Regions from separate parts of the Mus musculus genome. Here region 1 is linked to region 2. Evidence: chromatin contacts called from public Hi-C data. All regions are on one chromosome and are shown on one strand. The core of a region is the stretch at or near the end of the contact, and the rest is flanking DNA. Distances in the headings are between cores, read along the strand shown. Region 1 overlaps Crppa (CDP-L-ribitol pyrophosphorylase A). Region 2 overlaps Lrrc72 (leucine rich repeat containing 72).

The links. Hi-C and Micro-C count contacts between places; a contact is called where the count stands out from the background.
Region 1: a Hi-C map of Th1 cells shows a contact between it and region 2, with 2.1 times the contacts expected there. The contact joins two enhancer-like sites. A contact is called at or near these places in 7 of 484 Hi-C or Micro-C datasets (Th1 cells, embryonic stem cells, epidermal suprabasal cells and 2 more) and 1 of 9 other capture datasets (embryonic stem cells).

The regions. Positions count from the first base shown.
Region 1 is chr12:36,466,832-36,471,100 of GRCm38.p6, forward strand. The region is part of intron 3 of Crppa (CDP-L-ribitol pyrophosphorylase A); the gene reads left to right. Among named protein-coding and RNA genes, the nearest start is that of Crppa, 88 kb to the left of the region's middle. Within about 2 kb of position 2,165, at least 3 of the 459 cell types and tissues checked have an H3K27ac peak or open chromatin away from gene starts, as enhancers often do. A contact at or near this core is called in Th1 cells, where this site is marked.
Region 2 is chr12:36,205,517-36,209,720 of GRCm38.p6, forward strand. Lrrc72 (leucine rich repeat containing 72) reads right to left here. Exons shown (of 9, transcript NM_001361098.1): 8 at 4,175-4,202; 9 at 2,813-3,185. The coding sequence ends at 3,020. Among named protein-coding and RNA genes, the nearest start is that of Gm40390, 42 kb to the right of the region's middle. Within about 2 kb of position 2,200, at least 106 of the 459 cell types and tissues checked have an H3K27ac peak or open chromatin away from gene starts, as enhancers often do. A contact at or near this core is called in Th1 cells, where this site is marked.

The DNA.
Region 1 (4,269 bases), core at 915-3,414, 260 kb after region 2:
GTCTGAGGTTGTTTACTCAGAAGATGATCTGATCTGATGTAAGAACAAAGCCTCTTGGATAACTGTCTCATGCGACTCAAAGGAACATTGCATAATCCAAGCAGTGTTAATGTATGCAAAATGCCTCGGGTTTGATTTTGAGATGATAAATTGAATGCAGGTGTTCATTGTTTACCTAATTGTAAACTGCTCTATTTCGTTAATACTTGAATATTGTTAGCATGCTTCTCCAACGAGAGAGTGAGAAACCTGTGCATGCATGCCTTTGCTTTAGCTTTACTTTAATGTATATATTGTTCCCTGTTGGGCAAACTTCCCTGCCCTATTGCAATACCTATTTGAATGTTGTCATGGATGGAAGGGTAGAAACATTTATAATCAGATTATTTGTAGTCATGAACCATTACATCATTAGCATAAAACAATAGTTTCTAACCTTTTGGGGGATATAAAACCTCTGAAAATTAAGGAATCTTTCCCGTCTCAGAAAAATAATTGCATTATACACAATACATTTTTCAAGATTTTGAGTCCATGGTATTCATATTCCTTTACTTTATGTTAAAAAACCTGCTACAATTACGTGCCATTTTTAGGAATATGAGTGGAAGCCATTTTTATAGAGGACAATTTGGAGTATGTGCATTCACTTTCTGTTTATAGGGACCGATAGCAGACTGGACATTTATCTAATTTTGCTAACTACTTAAAAATCACTCAAGAGAACATAAATGAATACAACCTGCCATAAGTCCTTAAGATCAAGAGTAAGAAAAGTGCCAATAGCAAAAGAAAGTTAGCTAGAAAGCAGGTGAATTACTAACAGGTTCTCAGTAAATACAAAAGGACAAAATTCCCAGCAGAAGGTGGCAAGCAAAGAACTCTAAGCTTAAGAGCTGAGGACAGAGAGAAAAGCAGACGCTTATTAAAAGGAGTTTGTAAAGCAGTCAGCTCTGGGAGGAGTGTGACAAGGAGAACATCTTTGCAGTGGAGGGCTGAGGTGATTTCCAAACAGTGACAGGCAGGTCCTCTGCATACTGACTACTGACTGAGGAAGCACCTGCTCCCTCTTCCAGTAGTTAGCCTCTTAGTGGCTTCTCATTCTGTCTTTGGAATGTCTTTGTTTGGGCAGTCTGTCCAGTTTAAGAGGAAAGTCCTAAGGATACTCATCTCAGATGTCATTTCATCACAAACATCTCTACACAATCTCTCCATAGGAAGTTCTTGGAGGATTTGTTTTGGGAACATGAGTCAATTAAGAAAGAAGATTGCCTGGCATACAATGGTCTGGGTGAATGATCAAGAGATCATGAATGTCCCTAAGATGGCACATAGTGTCCTGAGAATAATACCTATGGAATTGGCAGAAAGCACAATGGTCCCTGTTGAAATGACTGGACGATTCAAAGGATGATTTTTTTTTTCATGAGTCTTAGCATATCTTGGGAATAGATGTGGGTAAGTAGCCAAGTGTGCAGTGTTAAAAGAGTTATATGCATATAGCAAGTTAACCACATAAAACAAAAGACAAGCGTTAATTACAGGGAAAACAAACTTATTCAGGAAAGTGATTTTAGCTTTATGTGTTTTATCTGTGAGAAAGTTTTGCATAGTCGATGATGTAAATGCTCAGTGTTGGTAATATCAAAACTACAATATTGAAAGGATGGGAAATGGAAAGTGTGGGTGTATATTGTGGTAGGAAAAAAGAAATATAGTTTAGCTTTATGTGTTTTATCTGTGAGAAAGTTTTGCATAGTCAATGATGTAAATGCTCAGTGTTGGTAATATCAAAACTACAATATTGAAAGGATGGGAAATGGAAAGTGTGGGTGTATATTGTGGTAGGAAAAAGAAATATAGTTTTTTTCAAAATATAATAAATAAAACAGAAAAACCGAAGGGCCACATCACAGGTACATTAATTAGAAACAGTCCTTACTTTTGTACCACTGCCATGAACCCTTCTGGGCAAAGCGTCTCATTCTCAGTTTGTGTTTGTCTGTCTGATTTGCATTGGGCAAAGGGATCTTGCTGGATGTAAGAGGCGGAGGCCGACAGTGTGCCAGCACTCTCAGGTTTGTCCTCCTGTGCTGCTGTTACCATAGTAAGAAGACAGTCTACACTTGCTGTCTACACCTGCTGTTCCTCCAGTCTAAGTCACTGGAGTAAACAGATGAGTCAGACCCCTTAGCTCTACAGCTAGAAACATGGCATGCTACAACTGTGTGATGAGTTAGTTTATTGTAACTGATCACAGATTTCCTACCTAGTTGTTAGTGGGCAAAGGTTGACGGTTACACATAGAAATAAACACTACATTAAAGTTTACAGCCAATGATGGTTGCCTGCTTGGAAGCATGGGAGACAGAATAGGGTATATGGAAATGGATGGATTGTTATCACTTAAAACATTGCAGAGATTTTTTTTTAAATTTTTAAACAGGTTCTCACAATGAACCCCTGGCTGGCCAAAGCATCCTATATAGATTATTAGGTTGGTCTCAAACTTGGAGATCTGCCTGCCTCTGCCTACTGAGAGCTGTGATTAAGATATGTAAGATGTACCATTATGCCTGACAGATTTTTGATTCTTCATAGTATGTGTACATGCATATGATAAATGTATAGATTACCAACTAAAAATGCTGATGGCAATATGGTTAATTTGTAGACCAAGTTTATAAAGAACACCTAACACTTGGATAATAGAGCAAGGAATCTGGACTCCTAGTAATAAATCTCTTCAGGCATTTAACCATGGTCTACTGGTTGATAAAGACAGTCTAAGAAAATGTAATTTTTCTAATAAAAAGCAAATGCAGCTTTCACAGGTCTTCAAGTCTCAGTGAGGTAAAAAGGAGGCCTCTGTGTGGAGAATTAAGAGGGATGATTCATTGGAGGTTCAAGGTGGAGATTGCTATTGACGTGAACATTGCGAAGGAGCTATAGGTATACGTGAAGTTTGCAGCTTTCTAACAGAAATTAGTTGTTCATATGAGGACAAGTGAGTTCCCAGTGCTAGGTTAGCCATTATCAAACTGCCAGGAGAAGAGTGGTGTGGTGGGATGGGGGAAAGGAGATTCTTGGACTTTAGTGGTGAGAATGTGACCCAAAGTAGCCATTACAGGAAACAATCTGAAGGTTCCTCAAAATCTGTCTCAGCTCTGGCAGACTGAAGAACACAGCTTCCCTTTAGGGCTTCATTTGTTGTCTTTCCCTTGCTCAAATATGTGTCTCATATCTTTCATGTTTTAGTAAAAACAATCTGTTCGTTAATATTTGGAAAAAACAGAAATTCAGATTTTTTTCATTGATTGCAGAATTCTGTACTCACTTTAAAAGAAAGGTTTTATTAAAAAATGTTCCACCTCCCTTACTATATTAACCTATATGATTATAAGTTTAGACCGGTATAGCATGTCTTTGCTACTTTGTGCATCCTGTTCACCCTTTGTCTTCCCAGTTTCACCCCCTAGATAGTAGAGAAAGGATAGAAGACAGAGAGAGAGAGAGAGAGAGAGAGAGAGAGAGAGAGAGAGAGAGAGAATGAATCCCCGAATCTAATTTCTTTCCTTTTGTTTCTTCTTTGACCGTGGCTGCTAACAAAGTACAATCACATCTATAATTGACCAACAACCACCTACCCCATCTATCAGAACTCTAGCATTTATATACACTCTGAAAATCTCCCAGAATTCCAAACATTACACAATTTCAGGAACTACTTGTAGGTGGCAAAACCCATGTCTCTGCTAGAGCACAAGGCAACTCATGTTGTAGGAAATATTAAGAAGGAACTATAACATTCTCCCACATGTGCCCTGCTACTCTCAGCCCCGGTGGTCTGGCTGATGAGAACCCAGATAAGTCTCCAAGAGAAGATAAACACTACCAAAACTTAGTTCGGAAACAATGGTAACTCAATATCTCAGCACAACAAAATAAAACCTAATTTTGTTAGCCTTAATAAATCTAAGTCCTTCAGTGGAGACACTCATAGGTACGTCTTGCCCTCACGCTATCCCCATCCAAAAAGACCCTAACTCTTTCCTGCTTCCTCTCTTCCCCTCTTCAGTTTATTTTTTATTAGATATTTTCTTTATTTATATTTCAAATGCTATCGCTAAAGTTCCCTGTACCCTCCCCCCACCCTGCTCCCCTACCCACCCACTCCCACTTCTTGGCCCTGGCGTTCCCCTGTACTGGGGCATATAAAGTTTGTAAGAACAAGGGGCCTCTCTTCCCAATGATGGCTGACTAGGCCAT
Region 2 (4,204 bases), core at 950-3,449:
GGACTTGCAAACTTTATATGCCCCAGTACAGGGGAACACCAGGGCCAAAAAGGGGGAGTGGGTGGGCAGGGGAGTGGGGGTGGGTGGATATGGGGGACTTTTGGTATAGCATTGGAAATGTAAATGAGTTAAATACCTAATAAAAAATGGAAAAAAAAAAAATAAAAGAAGGGGGAGGGGCCCAATTCCCGCCAAATAATCTTGGGATCCAGTAGCAGGGTAATCATGTGCTGGCTCCAAACAGCAAAGCCGCACGTTCCAGCAGTGGGCGTGGCAGACCAATTGAGCTGGAAGCTCCACCCCTGAGCAAGCAGGTTTCAGGCTGGGGGAGGAGAGACTACAGAATAGGGCAAAACAAACAAGAAAAAGAGCTCAGGAAACAGACATGCAGAGACTCTCTCGTTTGTAGTCAGGCATCCCATAACAACAGAAAGCAGAAGTCATGATATATACACAAAGAACTGTGTGGTAAAAAAAAAAAAAAAAAAAAAAAAAAAAAAAAAGATTTAAAAAAAAATTTAAAAAAAAAAAAAAAACCTTGGTATGCCTCTATTGTGGGGCATGTGGCCTACCCTTAAGAGGTTTGTTTCCCCAGTGAGACTCCCTTGGAGACAAGAAGTTTACCTTTTTCAAATGGGTGGAGATATTAGGGATGGGGCCTGGTGTTCACTTCCTTCACATAGGACTCCATCTGATGCAGGCCCTCTTTGTGCTGCCTTATTTTCATTGTGTTGTTGGTCACATGGGAATTCCTAAACCACTGCAGCTGTCAATAGCTCTCCACAAACTGATGGAAAGGCACATGCTTACACACTCAGTAAACACAGAGGTGTCAAGCTCGTGCCTACCTAGAGCCTTCATTTCTACTGGCTAGGGTTCTTCGTACCAGAAAGTATTCTACATGCTTCTGGAGAAGAAACATAAAACAACAGCCTAGCTACCAACCTGCAGTGGACCTACAGTGGTGTCCTGCCTGCAAGATAGGCTATGGTGGCACAATGCTTGTGAGAGTAATCAACTAATATTTGATTTGACTTAAGGCCAGTTCCAGAAGATGGAACCCATACCCAGCACTGCTTACGTTACCAAGAACCTGAGACTAGGCAGCCCAGGGACCTAGGGTAAATCTGAATACTAGTGTTTCTACTAAAGGAACTTAGCAATAAAATGACTCCTGATGCCATACACCTATGTTCCTAGATCAGTGCCTTGCTTAGTCCTCATCAGAGAAGCTTCCTCTTGCAGTAGGTGGGAACAAATTCAGAGACCCACAGCCAGACAATGGACAGAGAGCTAGAGACCTTGATACACTCAGGCCTGAACAGGATAACTCCACCAAATTCCTCCTCTTAAGACTCTTAAGATTTAGTCTACCACTGAACACTGGACACCACACAACACTTTTTTTTTTTTTTTTTTTTGGTTTTTCGAGACAGGGTTTCTCTGTATAGCCCTGGCTGTCCTGGAACTCACTTTGTAGACCAGGCTGGCCTCGAACTCAGAAATCCACCTGCCTCTGCCTCCTGAGTGCTGGGATTAAAGGCGTGCACCACCACTGCCTGGCTAACACTCTTAACCACGATATCAAACACCTACACACAGATGCACAAATCGTTGCTTTTCCTCATCCCATCTGACCTTCCCCCCCCCCCCCTGACTTAGGAACCACACCTGAATGTTCGGACTCAGACCAGACACAGGGTATCAAGTGCTAATAGACTATTTCAGCTGTCAGGTCTCGCCCTCTATGATGTCAGCCCACAATTCCAGTGTGCCTGTATTCTCTGAGCATAGAGGAAAGGGAGAAAGGCCACTGTCTTGTGTGAGCTTCTGACAGACCTTTTAAGTTAAGGAAACCAGCAATGATAAAATGTTTTTTTTTGTTGTTGTTGTTGTTGGTTTTTTTTTTTTTTTTTCCCCACTTGGCACTAGACAATTGGTAAAGGCTGCCTAGTTTCTTTTTTTCTCCAGCATTGGACTTCTGGCAAGGCCGAGCCAACATCATTAGCCTCCACCCTGATCTGGCAAATGTCCCAGAGATGTGAAAGCAGTGTACTGGCTAGCTGAATTATGAGGGGCTGCTGTGTGTCAAAGGGAAAGGCAGAGCTGTCACCATGGCAACAACACCCAGCTGTCTTGGGACAGACAGTGCAAGAAGCCACACACAAAGTGTTCATCCTCCGTGACTGCGTTTGTATGACTTTCACAATCAAACACGACCAGTTTGCTCTCTAGATGTCAGGAGAGTGGTTAGTATGGAAGTGTGGGCGGTGCCTGCTAACAGGAAAAGGGGGCTTTTAGAGAGTTGGTCACCCTTTACGACTTGATCATAGCGTCAGTTACATAACCTTGTATATTTTTGGGGAAAGGTTTTGAGTTTTACACTTAGAATTCGCATACAGTCCTATATCCATGAGTGTAGAGAGAATCTCTAATAAGCATCACCTGTCAATAAAAAGGTTTATGGCCAATGAGCTGAGGCAGAAGGAAGTACGAAGATATCCCATGGGGATAGAGAGAATTCTGGAATTAGTGTCAGTGGTATGAGAGATTCACCCCAGAATGCTAAGGAGACGTATAAACCAGCAGGAAAATGAATTCAGGTGAAAATAAAAAGGGAGATTTGCGCGCACACACACACACACACACACACACCAGAATTTCTAGGAGACAGATGTAAAAAGGAGAAGAAACCAGCCATGCAGTTGAACCTAGGTTAGAATAAAAGGGGTAATAAGTTAAGAGCAAGTCGGACAACGAGCAGAAGTGTATGAGCTAGGCAGTTAATAATAAGTAATCTCAGAGTCATTACTGTTGAGAAGTGAGTGGCTGGGAGGAAAAAAATGGCTTTATTTTTTATACGTGGGTAACTCATATACAATTTTTACATTATGAAACATTTTTCACTACTGACTCTTCTATTTTAAAAATTCGGGTAGCAACAAATGTACACGGAGCTAAATCGAGGGAGTGTTCTAACGAGTGAGCGAACAGCACCGGGAGTTTCCGGAAGTGCTCGTTACCGCAGGGAAATCATGAGCATCTCAGCGGCCGAGCTCTTTTTCTTCTGGTCATACTTTTCACTTCGTGTTAGAACGGTGTTCCAGTTCATGCTGGTGAACGTCATCAGGGATCTCTTCGTGGATCTTACAAACACAGCATCTTCTGGGTCATCAAACAGTGTCCTGAGAAGGTAGCAGTTACGTCAAAAACAAGCGTCTGGCCAGCGTGACTTCCTGTGCGAGTGTCTGCGTGTGTGTGTGTGTGTGTGTGTGTGTGTGTGTGTGTGTGTGTGTGTGTGGAGTGTGGTGACCAGGACCATATACTTCCTAGGGAAGTGTTTTATTTACCTCTGGAGCACACCTAAAGCCCTGAAGTTTTTATTTAAATGAATAAATCGCATAATTTCTCACCAAAATTGTGAACTTTACTGACATGGCTTTCAGGCCAGGGGACACAACTTTTATTGTGTACGTGGTTTATTTGTAAAGTGGAGCGTCTGGGTATATTTCAGGATCTATTATAAAAGTCTCACATGCTCATGTATTCCTAGTGGAAAATTGTTAAAAGACGAGCTGGAAATACTTTCTGGTATCATGCATATTGATATTGTAAACCTTTTATTTGAAGTTATTTTTTTTACATATCTTTTATGTTATGAGAATATTTTTTAACATTGAATCTAAAGAAAACACTCATACTTAGAAAAGTAATGGTTTTAAAGTTCATTAGTATTCATGAATTTGAAATGTCCTCTGTAGAATTAATGAACTATTTGCTTTGGGAAATGTAAATTCTAGTGGATATAAAATGTTAATCTATATGATAATCAACTTTACTGAACATATTTAGAAGCAAAGCAAACAAATGAAGTTTCTCACTTGGAATAGCTAATAGTTCTTAACAAGTTTTAATGTTTTATAAATCTAATCACCTGCTCACTTACTCAAGGTTATAATAATCACATTAAAAGCCTGAACTTGCCAAATATGAACACATAGCTGGAACTCATTTGTCAAAGAAAAACAACCATTTTTCTATTGATTGAAAGGCTAATGGCTTTTAATTAATTAAAATCTTTTTTAGAAGATAGGGGTAATTTAGAAATGAGACAATTATAAAACAGTCTGTCAATAAGAGGAAAGAAGTAAAAAACAAACAAAAAACCACTTACTTGTCAACATTATCCCCAAATGCAAAATCT